Regions from separate parts of the Sus scrofa genome. Here all the other regions are linked to region 3. Evidence: chromatin contacts called from public HiChIP or PLAC-seq data. All regions are on one chromosome and are shown on one strand. Each heading gives the region's core, a stretch centred on a gene start, on an enhancer-like site or on the middle of the called end of the contact. The rest is flanking DNA. Distances are from core to core; before and after follow the strand shown.

The links. HiChIP or PLAC-seq counts read pairs in DNA pulled down with a chosen protein or histone mark.
Region 1: a contact with region 3 is called in an H3K27ac HiChIP or PLAC-seq map of alveolar macrophages. The contact joins the promoter of MIF here to the promoter of PPM1F in region 3. A contact is called at or near these places in 1 of 47 Hi-C or Micro-C datasets (embryonic fibroblasts) and 1 of 2 datasets of contacts at active chromatin or transcription factors (alveolar macrophages).
Region 2: an H3K27ac HiChIP or PLAC-seq map of alveolar macrophages shows a contact between it and region 3. The contact joins the promoter of PPIL2 here to the promoter of PPM1F in region 3. A contact is called at or near these places in 3 of 5 promoter capture datasets (fetal liver, fetal skeletal muscle and liver), 2 of 47 Hi-C or Micro-C datasets (embryonic fibroblasts and fetal liver) and 2 of 2 datasets of contacts at active chromatin or transcription factors (alveolar macrophages and skeletal muscle).

Annotation. Positions count from the first base shown.
Region 1 is chr14:49,838,552-49,842,468 of Sscrofa11.1, forward strand. MIF (macrophage migration inhibitory factor (glycosylation-inhibiting factor)) reads right to left here and starts at 2,512. Exons shown (of 3, transcript NM_001077213.2): 1 at 2,359-2,512; 2 at 2,019-2,191; 3 at 1,752-1,936. The coding sequence starts at 2,466. The coding sequence ends at 1,870.
Region 2 is chr14:50,231,012-50,234,856 of Sscrofa11.1, forward strand. PPIL2 (peptidyl-prolyl cis-trans isomerase-like 2) reads right to left here and starts at 1,831. Exons shown (of 21, transcript XM_001929539.5): 1 at 1,640-1,831. The coding sequence starts at 1,671. LOC100155534 (verprolin) reads right to left here. Exons shown (of 7, transcript XM_013983173.2): 7 at 3,142-3,370. The coding sequence ends at 3,196.
Region 3 is chr14:50,038,415-50,042,119 of Sscrofa11.1, forward strand. It overlaps PPM1F (protein phosphatase 1F), which reads left to right and starts at 2,198. Exons shown (of 8, transcript XM_021073287.1): 1 at 2,198-2,314.

The DNA.
Region 1 (3,917 bases), core at 1,262-3,761, 200 kb before region 3:
TGAGGACAGAATGAGACTGAGGAGAGTTGGAAGAAGACCTTCGTGGAATAGGAGCACCCCAAAGACGGGCCACATCCTCCAGACTCCCTGGAGCTGATTCTTCTAAGGTCACAACTGTCCCCACTGTTCTAGAAGTAAATCCTCACTGCCCAGGGAGCTGACTGGGGGCTGAGAGTACCCCCGGAGCCAGACTGCTGGACCACCCCAGAGACGGAGGGGTTGGGGTAGATGTCAGCGGATGGAGCTGACAGACTGGGCTAAGCAGCCTGGGGCCTGGGCTGTTCAGAAGGTGCCATAATCCAAGGGTAGGTGTGATCTGTCCTCTGCTACAAGCCTGGGCTGGGCTCCTGAAGCTTCCTGCCCCTGCGTAACAGGAGTTCACACTGATGCCACAGTGTGCCACACAGGCTAGGTGACTGGCAGTGGGCCCAAGGAAGGAGCCTGTGGCCACCCCAGGCTCCAGCACATGTACAGGAACAAGGTGGGCCTTATTACTGCCTATGGCTCAGAGGCAGGCCTGTTCCTCACTCCCAGCATCAGAAGGAAAGCGCTCCAGGGGCTGGGCTCAGGCGGTTACCCTCTTCCCCAGAGTCCTTCACCTTCCAAAAACGGTTCACTTCAATTCTGTGGAATTTAAAAAACCACCTCTATCTAGGATGTTCTTGTCTATCTCAGGGGCTGAGGCAGAACAAGGGGTCTCAGGTGCAGGGCCAGGGGTCCAGAGGTTAGGCCCCCAGGAACGGGGTTCATGGGGCTGGAAGAGCCTCTCTCTGCAGGCAGCTGCAATGAACTGGGCTTCTCCCACAGGGTGGGCAGTGCAGGAAGGGCAGAGCTGGCTCTTCACTTTAGCCAAGACACAGGTGCCGGCTCTGATCAAGGGACGCCAACTCCAGGCACGTTAAGTCCCCAGTGCTCAGGGCTGGGCCTCAACTTGGAGTTGCTGCGCAGGTCCATGGAGGATCTCCTGCTGTGGGGCAGTGAGGCATTCAGCCTAAAGGTGACTGGCCTGGGCAAGCAGCACCTCCTGGCTGGAGGACTGCCCAGTACCTTGTCACCACCCCACAAGGGAGCAAGGCCCTGCACTTGGAGAAAGGATCCTAAGCCAGGAAACTGTCCTATTGCACCTTGATACTGATTTTGTTCTTGATCAAATCCTCAGCGTCCTAGTGGGGTTAACTAGCCACCTGCAGGCTTTCCGGACTTGCTGCGCACTAGAAAACATGAATGGCACCCAAACTATAGGAGTATGCCCTCAGGGAACTGCTATTCCTAAGGGCCTGGGTGCCTGAAGGGAGCCCTACCCAGGCCTGGAACTGGGGTGGACAGGGCAGCATAACCAGAATCCACCTCCTGGAGCCTCTGTCCCACACTTGAAAACCATCCTAAAGTTCCAAAACAATGGGATTTCCTAAGTCAAGACACTGAAGCACCAGCTTGGCAGAGAATGACTCCTGAGGTGGAGCGGGCGCCCTCACCCGGATTTGGATTACTCCCCCTTTGCCCGCCAACCCTAGCCCACGTGGTGCCTCGGCAGGAGAGAGGGTGGGGGACAGACTATGGATTCCCGATTCGAATTTGATTCCTGGGTTGTGGCCTCTGGAAGGATGCCAACCTCAGTGGGGCCTTCTGCTGGCAAAGGGTAGGGGAAGGCGCCCCACAGCTCATTCTGGGGGCGCCCCTCCCGGCCTCGGACCCCTGTCACTGACCCGGCCCTTCACCAATTCCTCCGCTAGTCAAGGAAGCCGGAGGCAGCCATCTCCACACCGTTTATTTCTCTCTTCCGGGAGCTGGGGTCGCTAGGGGCGAGGCAGGCAGAAAACAGAGCCGGCGGCGCCAGGCCGAGAGCAAAGGAGTCTTGGGGTGCGGCCCTCAGGCGAAGGTGGAGCCGTTCCAGCCCACATTGGCCGCGTTCATGTCGTAGTAGTTGATGTAGATCCTGCGGAGAAGGAAGCGAGGCTGAGCGGGCAACTGGGCGGCCGCCGTGGCCGCGTGCTCCCCGGCCCTCGGCGCCCACGCACCTGTCCGGGCTGATGCGCAAGCGTTCGGCCAGCAGGCCGCACAGCAGCTTGCTGTAGGAACGGTTCTGCGCGCCGCCGATCTTGCCGATGCTATGCAGACTGCAAAGGGCGCACGGCTCGCTGGACCCTCCGAAGGCCATGAGCTGGTCCGGGACGACGTGCACCGCGATGTACTGCGGGGGAGGGGACGCGGTCAGTCGGCCCGGGTGACCTCGCCGGCCCAGACGCCCCCCGCCCCCGCGTCCCTTCCCCGCCCGGAGCCCCATTCCGGAATCGCCGCCCCCCCTCCCCCAACCCCAGCCTCAGCCCGGAACCGCCTCGCCCGGCCCTCGTGGCAGACCTGCGCCGGCTTGCCCATGGCCTGCACCAACTGCTGAGTCAGCTCGGAGAGGAACCCGTCCGGCACAGAGGCGCGGGGAACGTTGGTGTTTACCACGAACATCGGCATGATGGCCAGGAACAGTGGGGACCCGGAGCACAGGAACCTAACTGCGCGGTCAAGAAGCAGGGGAACCTGAGATACGTGACCGCCGCCCGGCGCCCCGCCCACTGCGACTGCGGTTCCGCCCCGTGACGTCACCGCCGGCGGAGATCCCGCCCCCGAGGCCGCGAGGCCTTCGCGACTGGTGACGTCACCGCCGGCAGAGGCCCCGCCCTCACGGCGGGACTTTGAGACCCTACTCCGCCTACCCCTGGCTGGGTGCCCCCTCCAAAGCCGTTCACCACCTCGTGGCCAGAAGTGTGCCTTTCCCTCGTTCATCAGCCCTTTTATTTAGTCACAGATATCTACTCATCTGTGTGCCAGGAGCGGGGATACTGCGGTTAGGGGGGCAGGTGGCTTCTGGCCCTCCAGGAGCTCACAGCTGGACAAGTAGATGAAGTCCAGCTCATTCTCACTGAGCCCTTGTGTGTCCTGAGTCTCTGGGGCCACTGTCCTGAGTGGACGGGTGGGCGTGCTGGTGTTCATGTGTAGGGGTGAGGCGCAGTCACTGATGCAGGTGGGAGGGGGCTACCACAAATGAGTCACCATCCAGATGCCTTCCCTATACCCCTGCTCCTCAAGGTGGGTGGGGATGCTGGGTGGTGCCCCGGGTAGGGGCAGCGAGTAGGAGGGGATGTCTGACAGAGCTCAAAGCCCACCCCAAAACTTGAGTCCCCTGGGCAATTCCTCTGATGTGTCCTCTGGGGACGCCCTCTTACAGCCTGAGTGAATTTTCTGTTTCTTCCACTAGTGGTCAGCTCAACGGGTAGCTAGTAGGTGCCAAGCATATGAAAGACATGGACTAAATACTGGGTGAATGAAGTTAGCCATGACGGGGCAGGAAGAGGTCAGGGCCAGGGATGAGCCTGCAGGCCCTGCCATTACTGGACAGAAGGGCCACCTGACCCCTGCTCTGAGGAGACCCCTGGTCAGGGGGCTGGGCTGGGGACTGGCACTCAAGGGGCATGCAGGTTTGGCCAGTCTCAGAGCTCTCCAGGAAAGCCCTGTCCTTGGTCTCTGACAGTTGTGGTCTGGTTAAGGTGGCAGAGCATGTTGCTGGCCTTGACAATGGCCATATGATGGATCAAGGCCACCAGGCTTGTGGGACCAGCTGGCCTCCAGAGGGAAGGTCTCATGGCCCAGCTGTGCCAATAACTCTGTAAAATGTGGGGCTTTCCAGGTAGGCCCAGATCACTTTCCTCCCCACTCCCACACCCAGCCGTCTTTCTGTGCTCAGGGTTCTGTTACCACTGATGCACTGATGTCTCCAGCCCAGGATGCTCCTCTGAGCTCCAGCAGCCAACTCAGCATGGCCTGCTCCCGGTGTCCACATCCAAGTGCATGACTTTTCTCCCACCTCTGATCTCCTCCCAGTGAACTGTGCCTCCCTCCACTATGCCTTTATCCTCGCCTCTCCC
Region 2 (3,845 bases), core at 581-3,080, 190 kb after region 3:
GTCATTCCCTGACTAGATCGAGAATGTCCTCCAAGATTCACTCTGGTTGCTGGGTGCAGAGGGACAAGCAAGAGGCAGCAGAAAACCAATGAGAGGAGAACTACAAAGGTCTAAGAAGGACATGGCATAAACTCCACCTGTGGGAGGAGTGGTGGATGAGGGGGAACTGATCAGTTCCTGGAAAAGCCAGCAGGACTTACTGGCCAACAGGAGGCAGGGGGAGCTAAGAGAAACTTCTAGCCTTCTGACCCCAGCAAACTGAGCAGTGGTATGACCACTGAGATGGAAAAATTGGGGCAGAGTTCCCTTTGTGGCACAGTGAAAAGGAATCTGACTAGTGTCCATGAGGATTTGGGTTCGATCCCTGGTCTCTCAGTGGGTTAAAGATCCAGCATTGCCATGAGCTGTGGTGTAGGTAGCAGGCGGGGCTCAGATCCCTCATTGCTATGGTTGTGGTGTAGGCCTGTAGTTGTAGCTCTGAGTCAACCCTTAGCCTGGGAACTTCTATATGCTACGAGTGCAGCCCTAAAAAGAAAAAAAAAGAAGAAAGAAAAATTTTAGCAACATGGATGGACCTAGAAATCATCATGTTAAGTGAAGTCAGTCAGACAATGAGACACCAACATCAAATGCTATCAGATATGTGGAATCTGAAAAAAGGACACAATGAACTTCTTTGCAGAACAGATATTGACTCACAAACTTTGAAAAACTTATGGTTTCCAAAGGAGACAGTTTGGGGGGTGGGGGGATGCGCTGGGGGTGTTGGATGGAAATCCTATAAAATCGGATTGTCATGATCATTGTACAACTATAAATGTAATAAATTCATTGAGTAATTTAAAAAAAGAAAAGAAAAAAGAAAGAAAGATGGGGGCAGAGCAGGCTCAGGTGCAACAATCCAGAGCTCCACGTGGGGCATAGTGAATTGGAGATGTCCCTCAGATCTCCAAAAGGAGGTGTCTGGCAAGCAGCTGATCACTGCAAGACTGGTGTGACCACCGCGGAGAAGAGTAAACTGGGAGGGGGGGGGGGGCGGTACAGAACTATGAGGTCCGAGAGAGGGGAGGAGGATCCAACAAAGGAGACGGAGAAAGAGAAGCCCCTGAGGAGTGTATGGTGTCCCAGACACCAGAGAAGGGCTATTCGGCCGTGTCACACGCTGCTGAGAAGCCCAACAAAACGAGGTCTGAAAACTGACTCCCAGATGTAGCCACGCAAAAGTTACTGGATCCCAACAAGAGCAGCGCGGGGGGGTCGAGTGCCTGGCTGTTGTGGTTTCAAAAGGACAGCAAGAAACAGCAGGTAGACACAGGCCTTTCCCATCCTGCCATGAAGAAAATCAAAGAAACTCGATGGCAGCTGGTGGGGCAAGGCTGGTCTGTTTCTAATAGGAGATGCTGGAACTCTCGGGTAGGCTGGGGGGCGTGAACCGCGCGCGGGGTAAGACAGCAGTGGCGGAGCTGAAGGAACGGGGACCCTGGGAAACCCTGAGCCTTACGGGGCCGCCCCGCCGGCGTAGGCCGAAGGCTTCTGGGGAAGCGAAGCTGAGAGGGGTTCGGGGAAAAGGCGCAACGCAGGAACGGCCACAGGCGGGACTGAGGCCAACGGGGCCCGCTCCCGGAGGGGGGCTACTTACATCTTGTCTTTCTGGTGCTGTCGCTTCCCCATGGCGTCGGTGGCAGCGGCGGCGCCGGCAGGACGAGCGAACGTGGCAAAACAACCCCAGACAACTCAGACAGCCGCGTCTCCGAAGAAAAACAATCGCAGACAACTCAGACTCCAGCGTCTCCGTCGACCTCGTAACAACTTCCGGGTCCCTTGGCCCCCCCCCGCCCCGCCCCGCCCCGCCCCGCCCCGGAAGCTGGCGCTGGGTATGCCGGGAACCGTGGTGCCCAGCGCGCGTGCCCGAGGTGGGGGGCGGGGGGCGCTTGGGTGCTGGGGCTTCTGGGCCAGCCCTAGGCAGAGCCACCTTACCCCGAAGGCCCATCTTCCCGGGTGCCTTTCTCTGGACCGTTGCCTATCTGCCCCACAGGGCTTAGACCCACCCTAGTTTGACCTGATTTCTCAGGTCTTTAAAAAGCCCGCCTGGGAGTTCCTGTCGTGGCTCAGCTGAAACGAATTTGACTAGAGGACTCAGGTTCGATCCCCGGCCTCGCTCAGTGGCTTAATGATCCGCTTAACCACCTTGTTGTGAGCTGTGGTGTAGGTCTCAGACGCGGCTCGGATCCTGCGTTGCGGTGGCTATGGCATAGGCCAGCGGCTACAGCTTCAATTCCACCCTTAGCCTGGGAAACTCCATGTGCCACGGGTGCGGCCTTAGGAAAAAAAAAAAGCCCACCTAGCTCAGCGGGTTAGGGATCCCACGTTGCCACAGCTGTGGTGCAGTTTGCACCTAGGGCAGGATTTGATCCCTGGCTTGAGAACTTTACACATTCTGCGATTGTAACAAAAAAGTAAATATAAAGGAAAACTCCCACTAGGCCCCATATCCACTCCTCAACTACCCCCCCCCCGCCCCCCCAAGGCAGACAGCTCAAAAGGGACATCCACACTTTCTGTCCACCCGCTCACTGCCCATACAGTTCCCACTGCCTCCAGGCCCTTCTCCTGGGAGGCCCAGGGGCAGGAGCCATCAAGCCTGAAAGTCCAAAGCCCTGATGATACCTTCTGTCTCTTCAGCCAGACCACCATGTTTGTGTGCCCCAGCCAAGCCCTGGACCTCCCTCTACAGTCAAGCACTGGGTGATCTTGCCCAGATTGATGGCTTTAAACACTGTATCCCTTGATTCCCAAACACTAAATTGCCAGCACTCTTGGGAGTGCCTGTTGTGGCTTAGAGGTAACCCGACTAGTATCCATGAGGACACAGGTTCAATTCCTGTCCTTGCTTGGTGGGTTAAAGGATCTGGTGTTGCTGCTGTATAGGTCACAGACTTGGCTCGGATCCTGAGTTGCTGTGGTTGTGGTGTAGGCTGAGTTCCCATGTTGGATCCCAGCCTCCCTGACTTGACCACCTGACCACCTACTGTGTGCAGGCTCAGACCCATGAGCCTCTGGCTTGCAGTACCCTGACCACTACTTGGGACAGGAGAAAGCCCAAGGGACAGCATGGTCCCTGGGGAGCGAGGCACAAGGAAGGCACCTCCGGGGGGAATTTATTCATTTCTCTGGCCGTGCTTTGCACAAGAGAGGTTACGGGTCCCTCTGGTAGGGCACAGGCTCCACGCTGCCAGGGTCATTCTCTGAGTCATCTTGGGGATGGGGCACAGGCTGGAACTTGAGCAGGACAGGCGGCGTGAAGATGGAGGCCTTCACAGAAGGCGATGGCATCTCCTCGGTGCTGGGCAAGCCACTACAGGCTGCGGTCCTGTACAGGAGACAGGCAAGATGTGCCCATGAGCTCAGACCCGGCACACGGGGCCACCAGAGGGTCCTATAACCAAACCCAGGCTGTGGGGTGGTTCTCAATCCGTCTCTACCCCTGGAAGCCCTTCCCACCGGTGTTTGTTCAAGGCTGTTCATTGTGGCAATGTCTGTGATTATGCAAACCTGGAAACAATCTAAAGGACCATTGGGGGAGTTCCCTGGTGGCTCAGGGGGTTAAAGACCTAGTGTTGTCACCACTGTGGTGTGGGTTCATCCTGAGCCTGGGAGTTTCTGCAAGCTGCAAGCACAGCCCAAAAAAAGTTCGTCAGGGAATTGCTTAAGGAATCATGGTGTAGCTATGCCTGCTGTGACCATTCTGCAGCTGTTTAAGGAACCACGTTGGTCTATATATCCCAACAAGTAAAGCCGCCTCAGTGGTACAGTAACAGAAAAGAGCAAGTTTCTGAGAAGTACAG
Region 3 (3,705 bases), core at 948-3,447:
GAGCCACCACATGCCCACCACACATGAGGACTTCCCCCCCTGCCCAGGCTCCACTGCCTCTCCAAGCCTGTGCCAGGGGCAGATCAGAGACCTGCTGCCCACAGGCGGGCTCCCCGTCTTGGTCAGAGATTCACTCACACCTGAGGCTGGGACTCAGGCCGGGTGGGCTGGGTGATGTGGGGAGGCTGCTCTCCTGAGAGCTGATGGAACAGAGATGGGAGAGGCGGATAGGAGCCATACCACCATCCACCACCACCGTGTCCTTGGGCCACCTCCTGCCAGCTCCCAGCCTCAGGGAATCAGTACTCCAGAGAGTCCAAGATGGGCCCCGCAGGTTACATCAGCATTCAGGGGTTTCACATGTGGGAGGTCCTGCCTTATGACCAACTGGCCAGCACTGTGGTTCTCAAACTTCCTCCCCACAGGTGGTCCCAGGCACAGTTTGAGAAATGCTGAGGCAGGGTCTCACCACAGCCCTAGGAGGTAATTTTGTTGCTATTGTTCCCATTTTTTCCAGTAAGGAAGCTAAGCACAGGGGAGCTGAGGAACGTATTCAAGGTCACAAGTGGCCTCAGGCCTTTCTGGAGTCAGCACACTGAGAGGGATCAAGGGATCTAGGAAGGAATGAGCAAGATAATGGGATGAGGAGTTCCTGTTGTGACTCAGTGGGTTACGAACCTGACTAGTATCCATGAGGATGCAGGTTTGATCCCTGGCCTCACTCAGTGAGTTAAGGATCCTAAGGATCTGACATTGCCATGGTTTGCGGTATAGGTCACAGATGTGGCTTGGATCCCATGTTGCTGTGGCTGTGGTGTAGACCAGCAGATGCAGCTCTGATTTAACCCCTGGCCCAGGAACTTCCATACGCTTTGAGTGCAGCCCTAAAAAGACAAAAGAATGCGACCAGCCAGAGTACCCCCTCCACCCTGCTTTCTCTGCCCAGACACCCCTGCCTGCCAGACCCACCCCAAACTCCACCCCAGATGTCCTTTCAAATCCACCAACTGCTAGTCTTCCAAAACCCTGTTAGTGAAACATTCCGAGACCTTAGTTCCTGGGAAGGACAGGCAGTGCATGGGTGGGCCTGGATGCCAGTGGGGGCAGGGCCCCAGCTCTCTTTGGAGAGCTCTCCATAAGAAAACTTAAATCATGCTTTACGGAGTTCCAGAGTTCCCGTCCTGGCGAAGCAGAGATGAGTCCGACAAGGAACCGTGAGGTCTTGGGTTTGGTCCCTGGCCTGACTCAGTGGGTTAAGGATCCGGCATTGCCATGAGCTGTGGTGTAGGTTGCAGACACGGCTCGGATCTGGCATTGCTGTGGCTCTGGCATAGGCTGGCAGCAACAGCTCTGGTTAGACCCCTAGCCTGGGAACCTCCATATGCTGTGGGTGCAGCACTAAAAAAGACAAAAAGACAAAAATAAAAATTATGCTTTACAACTGCACTGATACAAAGATGAATATATTAACATGTATTAAAACATCTTCTTTGACCTAAAAGTTCATTTATCTCTTCCAGCCTTAAAATATTTTTATACATTTCTAGGATGGCAGGAAAATGGCTCCCAAGGTTCTTGTCCCTGGAACTGTGCTGATGTTAGATCATGTGGTGAATAGGAATCAGGGCCGCAGGTAAAATTAAGGTTGCTAATCGGACTTTAAAATAGGAAGATTATCCTGGGCTATGTGGGCGGCCCAGTACCATCACAAGGGCCTTTTCGTTCCTGGCTTGGAAGGGTGAAGGGGCGGTAAGCCAAGAAGGGGGCAGTTAGAAGCTGTAAAGATGGCAGAAGGGATTCTTCCCAGAGCCTCCAAAAAAGAAGGCGTCCTGCTGACCCTTGAACTTGACCCACTGAGACCCACTGGATTTCTGCCCTCCAGACTTATAGATATTAAATATGTGCGTCTGTAGCAATCGTCCTAACAGCAAAAGGAAGTTAACGGTCTCTGAAAGCATCAGCCCCCGGTAGCGTGGTCTCGCAACCCTGCTCTGAGGCTAACCGGCTGTTAACTGCACAAGTTGCCTAATTTCTGGGCGCTTTCCTCCATCTACCCGGCTACCGCAGGTTAAAGACGTGCCGGACTCTGGCCGCTGAGCGCGGAGGCAGAAGCGGGGAAGTCGGAAAGCAGCACGCAGCGTGAGCTCAGTCTCCAGGCTGGGCCGCCGTGCGGCCACCAGGGGGCAGCAGAGGCCGGCCCCCGCCTCTCCCGCCCAGGATCAACTGCGCCTGCGCGGTGCCCGTGGCTGCTGGACGGGAAGTGGGCGGGGCTGGAAAGGAGCTGCTCGCTGGGCGCCGGGTGGCCGAGTGGCAGGTGAGGCCCACGGGGGCTTGGGTGCGGCGGCCCGGGGCGCGGGAGCGGGGCAGATGGCGCCAGGGGGGTGCTACGGCGGGGGCGCCAGGGACGGTGTCGGGGGCTGGAGAGGCCGATATGGGGACCCCGAGGGGTTGGGGGCCGAGTGGGAGCTGCAGAGCGGGGGCGGCTGCGGGGCTGGGGAGCCCCAGGCGAGCATGGGGGCTGAACGCCGGGGGGCAGAGTCTGGGCGTCAGGCCCAAGGGGTTGTGACCGAGCCGGGGCAAGGGACCCAGGACGGTAAAGCGGGATGGAGTGCGAAGGGGTCACGTGCCTCCCCTCTTGCCCGGGTCCGGCCCCTCCGCTCCCCACCTCCTGGAGCATCTGGCGCGGCCACGGCCCTGACCCCTACCCCAGGAGCCTCTGCACCCTGGCCCTACTGCAGCCCCGGCCCCGGCCCTCCCCTAAGTGTATTTAAGCTTTAGCCAGACAGGCTAAGATAGAACCTCAGGCTGGGAGGCCATGGCTCCACCACTGCAGCTGTGTGGCTTCAGGCAAGCCTCTTAACCTCTCTGTATCAGAGAGAAATGGCACCTGATTGGAGGGATTTTAGTGCAGGGCCTAACAGTGGGGCCTAATCCCTGGTGAATGGGCTCCTTCTTGAAGGCTTCCACTCAGCTGGACACTTGTCCTGAGTGACACAGGTCCTGGTGACGTTTCCTGGGGCAGGTTCTGTGGATGAGCTGTGCTCCCACCGTGGGAGATAGAATGCAAGTCTCACTTCTGGCTTTTATGCCATTTCCGGCCATTGTCACATTTCACCCATCCTCTTGCAACTGGAAGTGACAAAGGCATGGAAAGACCCCACCTCATTCCAGCTTTGCCATTTCCTGCCTGTGTGGCCTTCATTGGGCTGCTGACCCTTCCTGAGCCTGTTTCTTCATCTGCAGGAGTGGTTCAGTAAAACTGTACTCAGCCTAGTGGTGAGAGGTAAATAGGATGGTACCACTTTACAAACCTTCAGGCAACTTCATTCCTAGAATTCCTTTGTGTTATCGCCTCAAGCCAGCCCTGTCCTTGAGACCTGTCTGCTCCCACCATGTTCACTGGAGTTTTTAGCTTCCTCTTTCGAGGGGCTGGGCTCCAGGCTACACCACCATCTAGGGGTGTTGGGAGGGAACTGATGCCTTCCCTCTGCTGTCACACTTGCCAGCAGCCGCACAGAGGCCCTGTGACACCTGAGGGACTGGGTAGGGCGTTGGGGGAGCTTATAATCTCATGAGAAGGCAAGCCCGTAAAAAGTGGTGGGTGCACAGCAGTGTGAATGTGCTTAAAGCAGCAGAACTGTACAATTAAAAATGGGTAGAAAGGGAAGTTCCCATTGTGGTGCAGTGGAAATGAATCGGACTAGT